2 separate regions of the Mus musculus genome follow, and region 1 is linked to region 2. The links are chromatin contacts, called in public HiCAR-type maps. All regions are on one chromosome and are shown on one strand. The core of a region is the stretch at or near the end of the contact, and the rest is flanking DNA. Distances in the headings are between cores, read along the strand shown. Region 1 has its middle 120 kb from the start of Spef2. Region 2 has its middle 44 kb from the start of Il7r.

Region 1 (4,221 bases), core at 1,643-4,142, 300 kb after region 2:
GAAAATTCGTTGACTCTATTTCATTTCAAGTTGGTTATGTTTGTGTTTGTCCAGTGTTTGCAGGGCTAGAAACTAAGAAGTACTACATCAGAAATTACCAATTTTCTCTGGGTACTTTGTATCATGTGTCATAACTGTGACTAGACTTCTACAAGTCTGGTGCTTAGATTTGGACCATAAGACCCCTCTTCATTCCATTTAAATTACTTTCAAGGTTCCAATGTAAAAGAATCTGAGATGTCATTGGTACCTGAAATACACACAAGGAACCCAGGGGCACCTCAACCATAAAACTCTGCAAAGCAGGTTACAAAATAGATTATAGGTTTGGTGCAAAGCACAGTGTAACCACTTTGGAAACGGTACTCCTGTGTTGTATCTCAATGTGTCTGAAGTGGAAAGAGAAAACATTCTAAGTGATTATCCTGAACCCTTTTAAGCTAAGAATTCTCTAAAGCAGTAATTGACATAAACAACTGCTTGAGATTTTACAGTGTAGGTAGCACATACTTCTTCACACTTCTGTTTTTCAAATAACTGCAAAGCTCTTAGGCAAGCAACGTGTATTGTATATGTAACACTACAGTATATGTATGCAACTGCCTTCTGCAATTTCAATGAAAGTAATTGCCAGGGTCAAGACAAGATGACTTAAGATTCGGCTGAGAGCAAGGACTTAAGGTTTAGAAAGTAGCTTCTGATACATCCAATGTGGCTTAGATGTGAGATAGCAACTTTCCACACTGCTAACAGCAAAGAGACAGAACACTAAATTTAGTAACAGCTTACCTTAAATTATCCATAATCTTCTTATGCTGGAAAATGAATACATCTTAACCTAATCCAGGTAACTTATTTCGACAGCAAATCCTAACCAAAAGTAAATGTAGCCATATTTCCATGGTCCAAGCAAGGACTATCAGCAGTCTCTAGGAGACTGAGGTCTGATCACAAAGCAATGCTCTGTTTTATAATTAGGGGGAGGGGGATCTGGAAAGTAAATCCTGTGAGTCAGAGGAGTTTTAATTATTTGAAAGATAGACTAGACCCAATACCCCACATTTTAGTATCTAAAAGGGAAAAAAAAAAAGGAAAGAAGTGGAGTGGGCACAGAAAATGAGCCTGGAGCATCCTTTCCTGCCAGACAGTAAAGAAGCGCTCAGTACAGCCTAAACCATACCAATAGGAACCAGACAAAGTCAAACTCCTGCATCATGGCCAGTGTGTTAAAGAGTGGGTAGAAGGTTTCAGGGGTGACCCATGGGCATCAATTACTTCTATATCTTTGCAACCAAACTACCTACAGCCTTTCATATCCCATTTCCAGGTCTCCATGGGTGCTTTATAATAGTGTGTCAAATATTCTTACAAGAAAAATGGAAGAGGTGAACCCAAGGTCAGCTAATGTAAGGAAGCTAAAGTAAGGGGAGTTTCTTTGCCATTTTCATTATGAACCAGACTTCTGTTTCATCAGAAAGAATATTTTTAAAGTAAATAGTCAAGAGATGAATGAATATGGCTTATGACTCATAAATATGAAAAAGACTAAATGTTTAGGATGAAAGTTATTCACAGGCAAATAATAATATCCAATAATTTCAGTAATATCTTCCCAAAATATTTGATACTCTTTGGGTAAAGATCCTGCTTTTGAAATAGGTTTAGGTTGACTTTTCTCATTAGCTCTCAAGGCAGTGGCATGAAATACTTATATCTAAAGTAGCGGGTCTTGAAAGCAGGCTTTGGAGGAATTTTTTTTTCTGGGTCATTTTCTAGACTACTGTGAGAAAGAAAGATGCATGTCCTAGGTTCATGAATCAAAAATTAGAAACATTAAAATGTATTGAAATAATTAGTATATTATTGACTTGCTCTGTGAGGGCCAAATAATATATATATTACTCAATGCACATGAAATATTATTTTCTATATTCTAGGAACATTATTTTGTATAACATGTATTTGATATATTCTCTATATTTATCTTTTAGACTTATAACATATAATATGAATTTCCTTTATGTATGCATTCACATACATAGACATCATTAAACATTCATTTTGCAGTTTTCTTCCTCTGTAGCCTTTAGATTTGAACACTAATATCAAGAACAAAGGCAAAACAGAGTAGGAAACACAATTTTCCTTCTTTCTTTTTATCTTCTAGCATTTTGCCTAAGGAGGAACTGAGTATCTGTCATGGAAAACTATTTCTTTTATGGAAATAAAATAGCAACAAAACTCAAAATGTGCCCGTCATGTCTGAAAACAAAGTCATCACTAACAAAATTAAGCAATGGAATTTTCTGCCTGTTTTATGGGCTGGTCTGAAGTTGAGTTTAGGGGGACAGAAAATGAAAGGCAAAAACAGACAGCAGCTTTTCACCATGTAAGAGGGTGCGAAAATGTTTTCGCACCTGAAAATGAATCTTCCCCCTGCTGTAGTTCTTGGAGAGAAAAACGAATAGAAATGTACTGGGCTGAAACCTCTGTTCAGTCCTGGCCTGTTTGCCTCTACAGCCAGCTGAATGCCTGACTGTCTTACTCACTCAGGGGTGGGTTCTGTCCTTATTGCACGCCAATTCCAGGAACTTCCTGTAGCCACCAAAAGGGGAGTAAATTATGTGCAGCAGGTGGTGATTGACTTCACAATGACACTGAGGTCTACTATTAAGTCCTATTTCCTCTTTATCACCACACTCTGCTCATCCAGCCCACAGTGGCTCTCATCACACTCTGCAAACCTTGTCTGTGCTGAGAGGCAGCCTCTTGAGCCCAGAAGTAAGAATTCTGTGCTTGTGGCTCGCTGACAAATCTCTGGTTCCTGGAATTGTTTGGCAGGTGGATTTGCAGAAGCACGAAATTGTCATAACCTGACAAGGAGATGAGTAAAAGAGTGAGGTACCTGGAGTCTGCCCCCCACTTCCTTTCCACCCACAGCATCATAGGCCTTCCCTCTTTGGGTAGAAGCTGCAATCATCGAGGCTCGTGGATTTCCAAAATACAGAAGGAGGCTCAAATAAGTATTTCTGTGCATGTTGAGGTTGCCCTGCTTAAAAATTAAAGGCAATTTATAAGAAAATTCATGCAATTCCCACCCAAGTGCCTGTCTAGCCTTAGTTCCTGTGAGTACCTTTGTGCTACTGTTTTCTTAGCTCCTGCATTCTTCCCCATCTTCTGACTTTGTTAGGAGCCACAGGTTATACAGGAAAACACTCCAAGGATTGCTACTCACATTGTTTCTCATCCAAACTCACCTTCTTGACTCTGAAGTAGAGTGAGTCAGGGAGAAGTGGGAAGCTCTACAGAAGTCATTTTGTGCTACAAAGACCCCATGTTTGCTTTGACAATGATTTGAGATACAATGAACACATTGCACAGTCTAGCACCAGAAGTGCTTTGGGGCTGTAGCTTTTTGGAGTATTATACAGAAATAATTAAATAAATGAGTGAATAAATAAGTAAATAATACATACATACATACATACACACACACACACACATACATACATACATACATACATACATACATACACACATACATACATACATACATAAAAGCTATCCACAGGATGGATGAGTAGCTGAAGGACACTAAGACTACTGAAGTAAAAATGAAACCTATTACCTTCTCAGAGGCCTGATCAATGTAGACAATTTAGTTCTATTTTCTCCTCTGTAGTTAAATCAACCTAAAAATACAGAAAGTAATTAAAATTCACAACTTTGTAAGCAGCTTTCAAATTACTAATGTTTATGCAAAGATATGGGACATGGAATTTCCGATGGGTATACATGGATATACGTGCAAACATGAATGAATGGATGGATTTTGGACAAAGCATCGTATTTTGCTAATTGTACACACTGTAGTTCAGCTTCCCCTTGGGCTTAGCTTATGATAGACACTGTGATTAAAGGGTTAAAATTCCGCCTTCAAACTGCTTTTATCTGCTGGAAGATATAGATGCACTTTTTAAAGGTAGAAAATCAGTGTTGTAAATGTGGTGGGGACTATGAATCTTGAAGCAACATTTATGGGAGAGCTTTATCTTTCACAGCAAGAAGCAGATAAGTCAGAGAGTACAGGGAAGGACTGTGAATAATGATAAGATGTTCCTCTCTCTGGTTACAGTGTGAGTGATGATCCATAGATCCTGCCAGTACACAAGCAGCACTACAGGGTGTAGCGGCTCCTAGGAAAGCAAAGAGAAGGTGGGG
Region 2 (4,515 bases), core at 1,719-4,218:
GAAGAAAACCCTCCTTGGCTTTGCCTAGGCCACTTCCTCCTGTTGTCTGGGGAGTTGAAAATAGAACTGAGGGCCATCTTGAGTGAAAGGAAGCAACAGTTACCATGTCGCAGGCAGATGGAGGAAGAACCATGTTCATTTTCAGTTTCAGTAATCACCATGTGAAACTCAACTCTAAGAGTCTTTGCTGTGGGATGCTGGAGGCTGGGTTGGGAAACAGGTAGAGAACAAGCAGACAGAAGGAGAACAAAGGGAAGTCTATGCACCTGCATTCCACAAAGCACAGTAAAGAAGGTTTTCAGAGAATGCATTTTAATTTTGCAAGTTTGATTTTACTTTGCAAAGAACAAAAGGCCATACTGGTGTCTGAAAACAAGGTGATTGCTGGGTATGGGGGTGGAGGTAGGTCACACTTTTGGACCATGCTTTCTAGACTCTTAAGAATTCCTGCAAGAGAAAGAGAAGTCTTTATGCTGTGGGGCTGCAGCCTATTTGGAAATGTCTTCCAGCTGTGGTTCCCACATCAACAGTCTGCTCAGAATTAATATCTAAATACCTATTTATTGTCATTTCAACTCCCTTATGCTATCTGTCATCATAGAAAGGGGACTGGCTGCAAAAATCTGAGCTGACTTTTCCATTTCAATTTATTCTTGTGGTTAAAATTGATGGGTAGGTAAAAGTGCATTGCTGAACATCCTCCTTTTGCTACCCACCTTGCAGGCAATTGTGTGATGCATCAAGAGATTGTGAAGTTTGTTTATGTGCTTATTCTCGTAGCCTGTCCTACTTTACCACGTCCAGGTTTCTTCAAGGCTCAACCTCGTCCCACGCAAGAGGCTCAATGTCTTTCTTCTACCCCTCTGTGTTTAGCATGTGCAGGCGATTAGGAAGCTGGCTATAAGAAGAGTTTTAGCTTTATCATTGATCTCGATGTACATCCTTAGACTTCCTGGGTTCAAATGCCTGGCAGTTGCAGACTAGTTAGTCATCATCCGGAGAAGACAGAAACCAATTATGTTATTTATACATGTTGTATATGTGTGCATTAAGTATAATATTCCTGCATATATGCAACCAGCCAAGAGGAAAATAGGAGATGGAGTGTACTAGTTAATCTGCTCAGTTCTGCCTCTGCCAGAGTGCTGCACTGCACTGATGAAAGAGACAATCTTGAATTCAGACTCCCAGAGAATGACATGTAAGGGGGCACAGGGCACTAGAGGGGTTAACAGTGATGGGGTATTGAGATTCTCAATGTGGAGACCAGTGGTTTGTAACTTACTTAAAATGATGTCCTCTGGAAAGTCTGACCATAGGAAAGTGACAAACCATAAGTCATGTAAAAGTCTCGTACACTATATTTATTTATTTTATGCAACGTTGGACCACATAGCATTATAAGACATTTGAATTAATCATTAACATTTAAAACCCAAGGGACTTTGCAAAATGTTCTGAATTTATTTTCAGCTAACATTTGGTAGTTGCCAGTTAACGTGTGCTCTGCCCCTTGTCATGCCAATAGCTAACCTTGTGCTATGGCCCTTTGCCAAGCTCTGTGACCTCCCTAGCTAACCTTGAGCATGAAGCCAATTGCTATTTATCATAAGGCTTGCTCTCCATTTTCAATTAAAGAACTTAAGGAGAGAGTGAACTATATCTTGTACTCCTTAAAAAAAATGGAAACGTTAGAAAAAAAAAAGACTAGGAAATCACTTTTAAAATATTTTGGGGGGAGTTATAATTACAATATTTATCCCTTTTCTTTCTCTCTCCAAACTCTCTTATATATTCCTTCTGCTCTCCTTCAAATCTATGGCCTCGTTTTTAATTGTTATTCCATGTACATATGACATATATGCATGTATATATATATATATCCTGTTAAATAATGTTACTTGTATGCATGTTTTCAGGGCTTCCCATTTGGCCATTGGTGTTCTCATCCTTGAGTAAGAACAACTCTCCTGCTCCCATCCTTCTTTAGTTGCCTATAGTTCTCTGTGAAGAGTTAAGCTTTTACCTATCCATTCTGTCATGTCCTTGTTCAGCTCACCTTTAGGAGGTCATATTGGTAAGACTTTATGGGTATAAGAAATCAATTTCTGCATTTCTGGTCTGTTGCATATTTTGAAGAAGACTACCCAGAAATCTGTATTTTCAGCCCATGCTCCAAATAGCCTCATAATCATGTAATAGGAGAAATCAGAGAAATTTTGCATACTGAATGTGCCTTCATTTGACCACTACATCAAACTTAGATGTATAAAAGAAACCTTTATTATTATGGCTCCTATGTTGCAGTGGCTTTGCTTGAGTAGTAGAGTCTCAGAACTCAGCTCTTTAGAGGTTTAATGTCTAAAATGTTTCTCAGACAAAGGAATTAAACTCTATGCGAGTTTCTTCCTGGTTAAAAATCCCAGATTCTTGCTAAATATTCATGCCTTGCCTCCTTTTGTTATATCCTGAGCATAGTAAAATACACCTTATATAAATGTTTAAAGGCCAACAGTGAGTGTATCTTTATCAAAAATATATTAAAAAAAAAACATTACGTGATAGCTACTTCTACTTCTTTAAGAAAATGTCATCTATTACAACTATGCTCATCAGCTTGAAGGAAGTTGCCTGCTTAAAATATGACAGTGGTCTAGTCTTACATGCCATTTTAAAGGAAGTTTCTAGTCTGTGGTCCTGGCAGAATGAATCAAACTCTTAAATGCAGAAATTCAGAAGAAACATGTAAGGGGTTCTTGTAGCATCTGGAAGCTAAGTGGTGCCTTCCAACGCACGGAGGTAGCATGCCAGCAAAGACTTTAATTTGCAGGGACTTTGGTACGAAATGGGCTCAGACAGTGAAAGTGGAGGGGAAGAAGACTAAGCTCTCCGCCTCCAGAGTACATGGTGAAGCCTGTCGTATACTAGAAGGATGTTGTGGTTTCTGCCTGGTTTGTGGGGGCATAGCAAGGTGAGGATGTTTAAGAAATGGTGAACAGAGTAGCTGTCTCCCTGTGGTTAGCCTGAAGTTAGCAAAAGATACAGCAAGTGTTTGAGCTGAAATGCTCAAGGCACACCTTTGAGCCCCCTGGTCCCCTTTGGGGCTTTGAACTGCAGCCACAAGTCTGGGCCAGCATCTCTTTCCAGATTTGTTTTGAAGCAAGCTTGAAAACAACATTTTCTTTGTACTTATACTTCGAATCTTAGGGTAATCTGCTTGTGACTTTGCTTACGTCTGGCTCAACAGGATGCCCAGAGATGCCTCTGTGTATCAAGGCTTTGTTGTGGAACTGACATGAAAACTTTTGGGAGTAGATGGAGTTGCACCTGTAGGTGACATGATGTGTTTTATTAGGCCAAATCTAGTGAAATGTGAAAAGAGGTGGAATGAATTGCAAAGGGTATCAGGAAAGAGTCATGGCAGCTTTGTTTAGAAAGGAGACAAGCAGGAGAAAGTAAGGTTGGTGGTGGCTTCATAACTGGCCTGATTAGGGTAACACCAGGGTCAAGGTCCTAAAAAGAGATGACTGGAATAAACTATGGATCTCACTAGCTTTCATAAATCCTTGCTTTCTAGTAATGTATACTCTAATGTGGTTCTATGTATAGATTTAGTATAAACAAGTGTGAGGTTAGGAGGAAATCTCCTCCCTACCAAGTTAGTTTACATTTCTAGAATTGTGTTGATGGGAGATGTCTTTTGTTCATGATGGGAGCTTGAGTGCCATTGAGACAGGGGTGGCCATTGTGAGGGTTATCTATCTATAGCAATAGTGACTGAGATTTGGGTGTGAGGGAAGAGGCCGAGTTAGCTTTGAAAGTTTGAATAAGGGAGACTAGGAGAATCTGCGACATTTCCATAACTACAGGACTGGTTAGGAGAACTTTAGAGATGGATGGGGCCATAGTCATCCAAGCAAGTACTTAGCACCTACACCCACTTTACTTCACTGTAATCTTCAAATAGAAAACATCAGGATTGGGTAGAGAAACAGCTTCATGGTGTTATTTTAGTTCTCTAGAAAGGATTTTTCAAGCACTGCTCAGAGAGTACTAGAGGAAGAACTGATACATCCTTGGTGAAGACTGCATCAAAATGGCCCATTAGGTAGAGAGTAGCTAAGAAGAGAGTTGATGGTTCACAACACAATGGCTCACTAGAGATGGGATGTTAGAAGAGTTAAGGCTGCGAAGTACTAGATGACTGTCCTCACACACATCCCTGATAGCTGCTACCCTGCCCAATCAGAGCACATATGTTCGTCTTGCAAGAGGGGCCGTTATCACTCACCACATCACCAAGAGTGGCTTATCCTTAGGGAACACAGAAAAGCTACTTCATCTGAACAGCTTGTGTGGTTTATACTTTTATTTCTTGTCAGCACTTGGTAATCACAGCATAACCCAGATATCCTCTGTCTCATCAAATCTTATTGCTGTTTGATTATTGTTTACATTCTTTCTAAACCCAAACTTTCTCTTCTCAAAGCCAAGGACTTCTGGGTTTCCTTGCAG

What was found. HiCAR-type assays count read pairs that join an accessible place to other places.
Region 1: a contact with region 2 is called in a HiCAR-type map of Th17 cells, with 3 times the contacts expected there. The contact joins two enhancer-like sites. A contact is called at or near these places in 3 of 484 Hi-C or Micro-C datasets (Th1 cells, Th2 cells and macrophages) and 2 of 115 datasets of contacts at active chromatin or transcription factors (CD8 T cells and Th17 cells).

Annotation. Positions count from the first base shown.
Region 1 is chr15:9,867,664-9,871,884 of GRCm38.p6, forward strand. No RefSeq gene overlaps it. Among named protein-coding and RNA genes, the nearest start is that of Spef2, 120 kb to the left of the region's middle. Within about 2 kb of position 2,893, at least 24 of the 459 cell types and tissues checked have an H3K27ac peak or open chromatin away from gene starts, as enhancers often do. A contact at or near this core is called in CD8 T cells, Th1 cells, Th17 cells and 1 more, where this site is marked.
Region 2 is chr15:9,572,018-9,576,532 of GRCm38.p6, forward strand. No RefSeq gene overlaps it. Among named protein-coding and RNA genes, the nearest start is that of Il7r, 44 kb to the left of the region's middle. Within about 2 kb of position 2,969, at least 47 of the 459 cell types and tissues checked have an H3K27ac peak or open chromatin away from gene starts, as enhancers often do. A contact at or near this core is called in CD8 T cells, Th1 cells, Th17 cells and 1 more, where this site is marked.